Regions from separate parts of the Mus musculus genome. Here region 2 is linked to region 1. The links are chromatin contacts, called in public HiCAR-type maps. All regions are on one chromosome and are shown on one strand. Each heading gives the region's core, a stretch centred on a gene start, on an enhancer-like site or on the middle of the called end of the contact. The rest is flanking DNA. Distances are from core to core; before and after follow the strand shown. Region 1 holds the start of Tnik (TRAF2 and NCK interacting kinase). Region 2 holds the start of Mecom (MDS1 and EVI1 complex locus).

Region 1 (5,389 bases), core at 1,061-3,560:
ATTAAACACAAAGCAAAAACTGTTGATAAGAGTGCAGGATGGAAAGAAATCAGACTTCTGCTGGAACAGCTGAAATCTGAAATGTACTTGGCCTAAAGAAGAGAGTTTGATGTTCCTGAATAGGGCATGCAGAACTCTGCCTGATCTGCCCTCTGCCCTCTCCTGGTCCTAAGATTTCCCACCCTTGCCTGCCACTGCTTTCTACCCACTCCTCCCTCCCTCCCCAGGGTGCACTGTGTTGAACCCTCTTTGAAGCTATATCCATCCTTTCTGTCTGAGGTGGGGCTTCCTCAGCAGCAGTGGACTAGTCTGAACCTATTGTAAACCCCAAAGTAGAGTCTTGTGCTATTAGAGTTAGGGGAAAAGACCTTTTTGTGGTTTCACCTAAGTCTGTAGTACTTTTCTGTGAGCATGTTTATCTCCTATTTTCAAGTCTGAAGCTTTTAAAGGAGCCCTGCGTATGAATCTCAATACCCTAATCTGAAATTATTTTGCTTCATCTTGAGACATGTTAACCTGTTGTCTAGAGAAAGGGTGAGATAAGAAGGAGGAGGAGGAGGAGGAGGTGGAGGAGGAGGAGGAGGAGAGGAAGAAGAAGAAGAAGAAGAAGAAGAAGAAGAAGAAGAAGAAGAAGAAGAAGAAGAAGAAGAAGAAGAAGAAGAAGAAGAAGAAGAAGGGAAGAAGAAGGAGAAGGAGAAGATGATGATGACACACAAGGAAAAGTGTGGTGGAGGGAAAAGATGGCTTCTACTTGGTCCCTTCGTGGAGGCTTGTGGGTTCGGAACAGCATTCTAGTTTCATGGTATGGTTTAGAGAGCACATGACCCACCCCAATGAGTCCAAGACTAAACAGTCCAGCTAACACTAATTTCATTAGTGTTGGTCCGTTCATTCATTCTTTCAACTTGTTCTGAAGCTCATAATTAGTTTATTCTTCATGACTTTAAAAAGAAGTGGCAACAGCCCAAGTGTTGGTGTCCATGTGTAATCTGAGTACTTGGGTGGGCGGGGGGGGGGGGGTCATTTGCAGGACAATGAGGAGTTCAAGGCCATCCCCAGCTGCACAGTGAAGGGAAGACTTCCTTTAAGTACTTAAGATCTGTCTCATAACCATACCAAATCAAACAACCAATAAGATAAATCAAAAAGAACCTCTACTCCCCCCAAAAGAAAACAAAACAAAAAGTCAAATAAAAATCAACCCCCCCCAGTATGTTTAGCTTTTTATCTCAGTAGATGCTAGAGGAACACTCAGAACTATTGATGAGTTGAAGCCAGTGGGAAGAGTTCACTATAAATGTTTTCTTCCGACGTATTTTGCGTGGCCAAACTAGGAGACAGGCAAGGATGCGAGAGGGTTGGGGAAGTGACTTTACACTTTTGATAAAGAATGACGGGTTACCACTGCAAACACCCAGCTCTTGAGTGAAAAAGCGAGCGAAGTCAAATAGCTCGCGGGTCAGGGCTCACTATCCTAGAGCCAAACTTTCTCCATGAATCCAGGTAGGTCACCGCGGAAAAGCTACAAAGGAGGAAACACTGGGTTAGGTACTATGTTGCCCAATTAATGTCGGCCTTGGAGTCACCTGAATCCTTCGAGCTACTGCACCCAGGGAGCAAGCTTCTCTTTTCAATTCGGTCATTTCCGTGGGGAATTGCGGCACGCGCAGGTCTTGGGTGTGGCGATATCCAGACAGAGCTCACATCTCTCGGATTTCCAGCTTCTAGCAAACCTACTCAGCCTAGAGAACCACAGACGATTCGGGCCTGCCTTCCTGCAACCCAGTGGCCGCGAATGACCGTGACCCTGTGGCCACTGCTCAGCACCAAAGCCAGGCTGCCGGCTCGGCGCGTGTGAGCTTCTCCCCAACTCGCTCTGCGCGGGGAGGCGGATCCCCTTCCCTGCGCACAAGTCCTTATATGCACCGGTTGCACCGGCCCGCCTTTACTCCAGCCCCACAAATAATTAATGGGGGAGGGAGGACGCTGCTGCCTTTTCCCGCTGCCTCTCCCCACCACCCTTTTCACCATTAGAGTATCTGAACGCAGTCAAGAAACCCCAAGATACGATCGAAGAGCCATTTTGGTGCACTGCACAAATTGGACACATTAAAAATATATATTCAGCATTCAGGCTCCTGCACAGAGAGGCTCAAAAACGGCTGTTTAGATTCAGCACTATTAACCCTCAAAAGCTGGGGCGGAAAGGGTGCGTACCCCTCCCCCACCCTGGCTAGTGGCGGAGGGACCCGGTCAGGAAGCGCGGCCTCTCCCCAGTCGGAGACCACGCCTCTCCCCCCCCCCCCACTCCTCCCAGGAAGCGGTGATAGACAGTTCTGTGTGGTTCTCCACCCCCACCTCCCAGCTGAGTGGAGGAGTTGATATGTCTCATTATAACAGCCAATGCAGCCGCCATCCACGCACAAGCAAAGAAGCATGTCCCATTTAAATACACCCACGCAGCCCCAGCGCCCTTAGCCGATCAGGGCGCGCAGCCCACACGCACCGCGGCTCCGGGCTTGGAGATCCGCGCAGGTCGGGCTCCGGGATCCCGCGGATCGACGCTCTCGGAAGATCGGGATCGGACTCTTGCTGGGGCCCGGGTGGGCGGGGGAGGCTGGGCCCCGGGCCTCTCTGGCGGACAGCCGCATGAGGACGCGAGCGAAATAGACCGGGGTGGAATTGCCAAGGAAGACGCTTCGGGGTGGTTTTGGTCCATTTCTCCCGCGAAGAGTCGACATGGCGAGCGACTCCCCAGCTCGCAGCCTGGATGAAATCGATCTCTCCGCCCTGAGGGTGAGCAGAACGTGTTTTTTCCTTTTTTTCCAATGGTCTAGGGCTGAAAGAGGGAACGTTCCCTGCCTTTCTGTTCTAATTCCGGGGCAGCCGAGGGGTTCTAGGCTGAGCCCCTACCCCTACAGCAGGGGCTGGGCTCCCCTTGTGCTCCTAGGCTGTTCCCGAGGTTCCGCAAGGAAGCTGGTAGAGCTTGTCAGTTTCATCTTCGATCGGTGTAAGAGCATTACATGAAAGGCTGGTGTGTGTGTGTGTGTGTGTGTGTGTGTGTGTGTGTGTGTGTGTGTGTGTACCCGGGCAACCGTCTCGTGCCAAGGCGCGAGACCCGACTGCTCCTTGCTGCAAAAGATTCTCTTGGAGAAGAAAGGCACTGGCCCTTCACGTTTGCCAGCTACCTGCAAGATGCCATCGTGAGCTAGCTGTCTCTACCAGCGGACCCTGCTGCTCCAATGGAGCAGTAATTGCTGCTCTGGGCTGGTCTTGTAGGTGCTAACTGACTCCCTTCCCGGCTTCTGTCTCCGGTGCTGGGGCTCCGGCTCAGCTCTTCCCTATATGCCAGTGTGCACTCACCTTTATCTGTGGTTTGAACTCAGCCCTGCCTATTCCTTCCCTCGGTGACTGTGACCTTTCAGTTTTATGGCTGAACTTCAGCAGGTGAAAGAGAAGCTTAACCGCTTCTCCTCACCACACCGGAACTCCCTGGAGAGATTGTGTGTGCGTGTGTGCCTGTGTGCCTGTGTGCCTGTGTGTGTGTGTGTGTGTGTGTGTGTGTGTGTGTGTGTGTGTGTGTGTGTGTGTGTCCCAGGTCTGTGAACAGTCCTTTGTAAAACATATTCCCTTCCCCGAGCCCGGCCGCTTTGCCTTTACCTAATGAAACACCTCAGACGTCGTTCCATTGTATTGAATAAGACTTTAGTGATCTAGAATCCATTTTGCTGTTGTTTGAAAATCAGACTGCCAGGAATCCCATTGCAGCCTCGACGCTTCCCCACCCCCACCTCTAATCCCAGCACACTCCTTCGGGGAAGGGGGCCGAGCGCTCTTGCCATTTTAATTAGATGCTGCCTGCCAGGAAGGGGGTGAGGAGGGGTGGTGGCCTTGGCAGCAGCAGGCATCTGAGAAAGATTGGACACCAATCTCAGTTCCACTAGTTTCTTCCTCTCCCGAACTAAAAATAAAATAAACAGCAAATGCATATGCTTGATGCCTGGAGGGTAGGTGAGACCTAAGAGATGGTGTCTCATCTCATGTCACCCACCGCCAGTAGGGGTGGAAGTTCAGTGGTTCTCCGGAACACATTGTTAGATTGATGCTAGAATCTTGAGGCCGTTTACCTGTGTCTACTAAAGCCTTCCTGCCCTTACATTTCTCTACAAATATTTTAAGGGGCTAGATACCTGTCTGATGGAGGTGATACTTTTTCTTCAGGCTCCACGAGTCTCTTTTCTTCCCTCTCCTTGAATCCTTGCCCCTTCCCATATCTTTTGGTAGAGAGAGAGAGGTGACAATTCAGAGAGACAACTCGAAGGTTGAGGACTGACTGCCCTATGAAACGGCCTGTTGTGCTAGTGGGGCAGCAGAAGCTCATTCATGCATGATTACAGTAAGCTGTCTGTTTTTCTGGTGCCCAAAGGCCACATTCAGAACCAGTGAGTAGCTAAGTGTGGGGGTTGGGAGCAGAGTGGGTGCTTTAAACAAGCGCGGCTTCCTCTTCACCCATGGTGTGTGCTCTACTTCTGTCTGGGAGTTGCTATGGTGTGAGTTAATCAGGTGGACCAGACTTGGAGAAGGAGGAGTGGCTAAGAGGTGGAGGCCTGAACAATGAGGCAGCCTTGTGATATAGCTGAGCAGGAATCTTAGCATCCTTCTCCCTGATATGATTTTTAAGTTGGGGGGCTGGGAGGAGGGGACTAGCTCCTGTGGGCAAGGTTTTCTGAGATACCAAGCACAGAGCACCTTGATGCATACTTGAGGAAACTCCCGGGCTCTGCTATGTGTATGTGGAACAGATATCTTTGTATGATTTACTGAGATTGCTCTTTGTCACCCAAGAAGCCCAATGAATTCTCTGCCTGCACTGGTGTGTGCAAAGAGCTAGGATAACAGCTACTCCCAGTGTCTGGGGGAGCTATTGGCTGGAAGACTTACATGCAGATGGGCAGACAGTTGTACTCAGCAGGCCTGGGAGCGTCAGGCAGTCTTGTGGTAGGCTAGGTGTGCAGGTCCGTTTGTCTCCGAGGGCCAGTAGGTGATGCCCACAAATGGAAGCGTAGATGGTGGCTGCCTTCCCAGATTTGGAGAGGTTGGTTCCTAAGCTTGCAGAGAAGTCCTTCTGAGGAAACCCTGACCCTGAATTGCAGGCAAGGTCAGTGGTGCAGCCCTGTCAGCCCCTCGACATCCCTGTGGCTCTTTAATGTATACAATCAATGCTCTTTGTAAGCCCTGGGCTTGGTGGTTTAAAAGCAGATCCTGTCTAGAGAGGCCTTTCTCCTTCTGATTTTGGGGGCTTATTGTTCTCAGTCAGTGATCCCAGACTGGGCCTAGTCTGAAATTCTCCCCAATTGGAACAATGCATAATTCAAACCAGAGCAACCAG
Region 2 (5,685 bases), core at 1,249-3,748, 2.2 Mb after region 1:
GGAGGCTCAGCTTCTGGACTCAGTAGTGGGCTACAGGGTGTACAGCTTGCTTAGCAATTAAAATAGCTAAGGCGCGCGGGGGCGGGGGCGAGCCTTAAGAAAATTCGAAAGGTTTTGCGTTCAGCTTTCGCTTCGTCGGATGCTGGGCAACCAAGCAGGGTGAAAGCCTTAGGCTTTCATTTCACAACTTACTGCTCGGTTGAAACGATCTCCCCGCCTCCTCTCAAATACACACACACACACACACACACACACACACACACACACCCCTAACCTTTGAAGTCTCAAAGCCATCAAGCATGTGTACATTTATTCCCTCTCAGAAGAAAATAAAGACTCAGTGAAAAGCCAACAGGAAAAACAGTTTCGCTGGCGCACTTTACACTGTTGCAACGAAGTGAAATGAGCCGTAGGAGCAGAGAAAGAAGCCGGCTGACTGACCGAGGAGGCCGACTGACGGCCCAGTATTTAGGTTGATCTCTGCGACCCGAGTTCCAAGAGAAAAGATGCCGCTAGAGCGTATGTGAGTGCAGGACACGAGTGCGGAGTGGCTGGAGCACTGGAAAGACGCCCGGGAGGACAGCGTCTCGCCGGGCGTTACGTTGCATTCCCCACACCGGGAATGCCGGGGGGCTACGACTGTAGCCGGCGCCGCTGTGCCAGGACGCGCCCGGTGGTGCTGCATGGAGCGCCTCCAGCCCTAAATTCCAATGTGCAAGGGATGGGGGGGTACGCTTGGGGACTTCACTGGGGCAAACATACTATCCACATCCTATCTTTAGTCTCTCTGGTCCGAAACAAAACAATTAAGAGAGTTCGAGATTCCTCAAGTCCAAGTGTGAGAGGCATGGGCGGCCTGGCCGGTCCTTTCCCGAAGCAGCTCTGATGTCCGAGGGAGTAAGAAGGCGGCAGGCTGCTCGTTGGGCCCCCTTCAACGCTGGGCAGAAGCATTTGAACAAACCCACCTCAGACTCCTACTAGTCCCTGCTAAGCAACCCTTCCCACCCTACCCTGTCCTGGAGTGTCACCCAAGCCTTCCCTGAAAGCGTGGGGGATGGTAGTCTAGTCCCCCATAGCCCCAAACCCCACTACCCTAGTCCCGCGTGACCGAGGCTGCTCCGCTCCGGGCAGACAGAGGGCGCCGGGGAGGACGAGTGACCCGGGACCCCGGCTGCACCCAGAAAGAGAACGGCAGGCTGAGCTGCTCCCCCTTGGTGGCCCCGAGTTCCGGCAGCCCGCCCCCTGGGGGTCACTCGGCGCCCTGCCAGCCCGGGCTTCTCGGGTCGGAGCGCGCCCTCCTGGCCTTACGGAGCAGCGTTCTCGGCTGGCCGCGCGCCCTCCACGCCCGGGCCTGAGAACGCCGGCGCGGCCTCCGCTCTCCCCACCTGCCGAGTGACTCTGCGGAGCCGAGAGCTCGGCGCTGCCGGGGTTCCCCCCACCCATCCCCAGGACCGTGTCCCCCCCGGCCCCCCTGCCTCCCCTTCCCCAGGGCTCCCGCCGCGTCGCACACGCCGCCGCGTACAAGGACCGAGCGCACAGCGCCCACTACCGCAGCCGCGGCTAGGCGCAGCGCCGATCGCCCGCGCAACTTGCAAGCGGCCGCCTCGCAACTTTTCCCAACTCCATCGCGGCCGGCTGCGGCCACAGCCACCGCGGCTCCCTCGGAGCCCGCCACCCGTCCCAAACCCCAGAAACAAACAGAGCTTCAGAAAGGCGCCCTTCCCCTGCCCGCCCCCCCCCCACCCGCTTCCCCCCTCCTCCCGCTCCGGGAACTAGCTGGTTGGCCAGAGGCGACTCTCCCCCGCCTGGGGGGGGAAGGGAGGGGAGGGGGACACACTCTCCTCTCCCCCCACCCCTTCGCGCTCACTCGCGCGCGCCCTCCTCCCTCCCTCCCAGCTTTTTGCTGCCCCCACCCCCACCCCGGAGTTGCCACAGCTGGTCCTGGTGCGGGGCTCAGGGCTACCGCGCTTCCACTGCGCCCAGAGCAGGAGCCAGGGCGCGGAGGCAGGAATCGGCAGGTTGCTCCGGCTGCCGGCTGCGCTGTGCCTGCCTTCCACCCCAGGCCCCCCGCGCCAAAGCAGCCCGCGCTCTCTCCCCGTGCGCTAGACACAGATACGCAAGATGGCAGAGAAGGGGGGGAAGCCAATAGAAAAGGGATATTGCACCTACTTGTGGCCAGTTTCCTTGCCCTGCCTTTGGATCTCATGCTGTGCCCAGTCCTGCAGCCGCTGCTGGGTGGTTAGGTTTTTTTTTTCTTGGATCTTTTCCTTCTTTTGCTCTCTCTCTCCCCCTCCCTTCTCTCTCTCTCTCTCTCTCTCTCTCTCTCTCTCTCTCTCTCTCTCTCCTCTGTCTCACACACGCACACACACGCACACACTCGGTCTTTCACTCTCTCTCCCTCCCTCTCTCTCTTTCTCTCAATCCACACTCGCTATCTCTAGCATTGTCAGTTTGGACACCTTCGCACATGCGCGTTAGACGCCCCTCCAACATCTCAGCGCCGCCAAAAAAAGTTTGGAGCGATTTATCACTTTGATTTGGAGATCTTGTCAGATGGCAATCGCCGAGGAGGCGGAGAAAGGGAGCTACGGGGAGGGCGGCAGGGGGCGGGGAGCGAGCGCGGGGAGCTGGAGGGGAGCAGACACTTCGCCCAAACGGGAAAAAAAATAAAAAGAAAGAAAGAAAAAGAAAAGAAATGAAAAGTCTTGGACAGAGAATTGATTCGTGGGGCAGAGGACTATGTCTGTGTGGGAGTCAATAAGCCTGCATTATAATTATTATTAATGTTTTCTCCACCATAAATTACATTGTCTGTAGGGGAACCGAGCGGAGGAGGGAAAAAAAACTTTAGGATAAATCTTTCCGTCTACACAAGAACTAGGCTGAGGACTGGACCGTGAACGTGTTATCAGAAGGCGAGAAGCATCTTGAACTTCAGAGCTCTGCCCTTGCTGCCGCTCTCTCCTTCTGAAGTTCCTGGGGCTTCCGCTTTGGATGAATAACCGGTTCTCGATTTTAGCTGTAATACCAACGGTAGCTGCCATCCTAGGAACATTTCAGTAGTCTGTTTCCATCAAGTAGCAACAATCGCCCTTGATGCCCAGGTCCCGCCGGGCTGAACATTTGACATCCAAGACCTCCTGCCTTGCCTAAGGTCGGCCGGCACCTTCCGGCCTCCTGCTGCTACCCAGCCCGCCTGCCATTTCCACTCACTCACTGAAACCTACAACCTCTGGGGTCACCAGAAGGAGGAAGGGGGGAAATTCCATACGCATACCTAGAAAATACAAAACGTACATTGTTGAAATGTGCCTAATTACAGAATTTACTAATGAAGTGTGCAGGCAGAAATGAAGGCGCAAGGGGTTAGGTGTGTTCAAGGTATGAATCACTCCCAACTCAGTATGGATTTTTCTTAGTACAACCTTCTTGCATTAAACAGTTGTGTTCAATACCTTCCACGTGCTATTTATGTCTCCATTAATATCTGCTGCAAATCCTGCCAGACACCATAAAAGAAAATTGCCATCTTTTCCGTGCGGTGCTGCTACCATCCTAAAACTCAAGTCGGAAGAAGCAGGAAAGTCCTGGTCTCTCCTCTGAGAGAGCAAGGACGAGCAGGGTTGTTGGGAACTCAGTTGCACCTGTTGGTATTCATTTAGTTTGAGCTCAGACTGCGGTTGTGAGAGAGCGAATATCTAGGTTCAATTCCCAGGGGCTTCGGTGGCCAAGCTTACAGGACCTACCTCATCTAAGAATACCCACCACCTTTCCCTCCCCAGAGCTGTGTAATTCCAGGAGCATTCAGACATAAGATACAGGTCCCTAGAGAACCAAGCTACAGCTCCCAAGGGAGACAGATGTGTAACCTTGAAATATGAGGGAGAGACAGGGGAAGTAAAGGAGGAAATGGCAGAGAACCGGAGTGAAAACAGCTTCCAGAGGAGAAAATGCTGGAGCCCACACACACATGAATCCCAGGGAATCCTGCCATCTCCATCTCCCCTCCCCCACAGAGGCACCTGGGATTTTACAAGACCTACTAGAGCTCTAGTGGCCTACTGCATGCAGGTGTATGTGTGTGTGTGTGTTGGTACTTTTAATATGTGCAAAGCTACTACTGCTTGTATGGATACAGGTCTACTACTCTAAAAATCTTCCCCAAAATCTACTAGCTACTCTGTTTAGGAGCGACCTCCTTCTGACCAGCAAATGTTCTCCTAGGAAAGGGGGTGTGAGGTTCTAGAGTTTTGCAGAGGTCAGATTCTTTAGGGAAAAGTTCTAGGCGAACAAACAAGGGCTTCATACAGCAGCTTCTCGTCTGTAAGAGACTTTGTGAGGAGCATTACTTGGGCCAGAACACAGGGGACAACCCAAGAGGATCCCAGCTCTCAGCACCTAGAATTGTTTGCCCCCCGCCCCCATCCCCAGAAAGTGGAATTCTCCAGGGCCTGGCACCTGGAGACAGCAGAGTATCTTAGAAAGAAAATTCAAGGTGGAAGATTTCATTTTGCTGGCCACCCTGTGGAGAATAAAAGCAAAACATAGATGTGGGAAGCAGCCACCCTCCTTTCTCACCTCCCCATCCACCCTTCTCACTTCCCCAGTTCCGTTCGCCTAGCCCCCAAGGAGTCTGCCAATACCTGAGTTGGATCTGGTGGAAGTTTTTAAGAAAGGAAGGGACCATGTTGCCAAACTCCGAGATTAAGAACAAGACCCACTTGGACTCTGGACTTATTTGCGCTTTGAAAGAATAAATCTTGTGGCTGACTGTAGGGTAGGGTGGTTTCAGTAAAGGGCGAAAGACAGAACCGAATCAACAGTCTCCAAATCACCAGATGCAAAGATCTGTCTTTTAAACTTTTACAGAAAGTTGGGATATTAGGGCAGTGGTAGGTGGCTGGGGTACCCACTCCTTCTGGCGTTTAAAGTCCCCGTCCTCATCTTTCAGTGAACTGGTCTTTTACAAAGGTCTTTCTAAAATTTCAGCAGAAGTGGTTGAATCCGGCTTCTTGTAACTGCAGTAGCAAATACAGTCTTTTGTGTCCTCAGGCCGAATCAGTATGAAAAGACGTGTCACCTTTCTTCAAAACATAAAAAAGTAAATTAACTAAATCAAAGGAGTCATAATATTTTTTTTCAACTTCGAAGCTAATTTCTTTTCTTTCTCTTTCTCTCATTCTTTTCTTTCACTGTCTCTTGTTTCCTGCCCTAAGTGTGCAGTAATTAAAAAGCTATGTTGATAGTTCAAGTGTGCTCAACCTGATGGAGCGAATGCCCTCAGATGGCTGTGGACCTTCACCGCCGGCTATGAGGTGGTTCCCTGCGGCTGCCCCAGCGGATTCTCATTCCCTGTCAAGTCCACCTGTCCCCAGTCCCAGGCGTGAGATCACAGCAGGTGACTTTCTGTTGCCACCTCTGGAGTTGCTAACACCTCTGACCACAGATCTAAGCAGTCCAGGAAAAGGGGGGGGGGGCTGACAAACTGGTGAAGTTGAAGCTGCTTTCTCTGTCCCCACACGCGCCTTTCCTTCTGCTCGAATTCGTTTCCTGGGGGACAGACTTAGGACAGACTTAGGACAGACTTAGGACAAGTTTTTCTTGCCTTTCCTTCTATGGAAACTGGCATTCTGGAAGTGGTGACAACTTGGAAAAATTCATGAGCTTAATAACTGTTTGGGTTTG

What was found. HiCAR-type assays count read pairs that join an accessible place to other places.
Region 2: a HiCAR-type map of astrocytes shows a contact between it and region 1, with 2.5 times the contacts expected there. The contact joins the promoter of Mecom here to the promoter of Tnik in region 1. A contact is called at or near these places in 3 of 484 Hi-C or Micro-C datasets (all in embryonic stem cells) and 2 of 115 datasets of contacts at active chromatin or transcription factors (astrocytes and embryonic stem cells).

Annotation. Positions count from the first base shown.
Region 1 is chr3:28,260,904-28,266,292 of GRCm38.p6, forward strand. Tnik (TRAF2 and NCK interacting kinase) reads left to right here and starts at 2,311. Exons shown (of 33, transcript NM_026910.1): 1 at 2,311-2,796. The coding sequence starts at 2,740.
Region 2 is chr3:30,507,261-30,512,945 of GRCm38.p6, forward strand. It overlaps Mecom (MDS1 and EVI1 complex locus), which reads right to left and starts at 2,499. Exons shown (of 16, transcript NM_001370769.2): 1 at 2,170-2,499. The coding sequence starts at 2,206.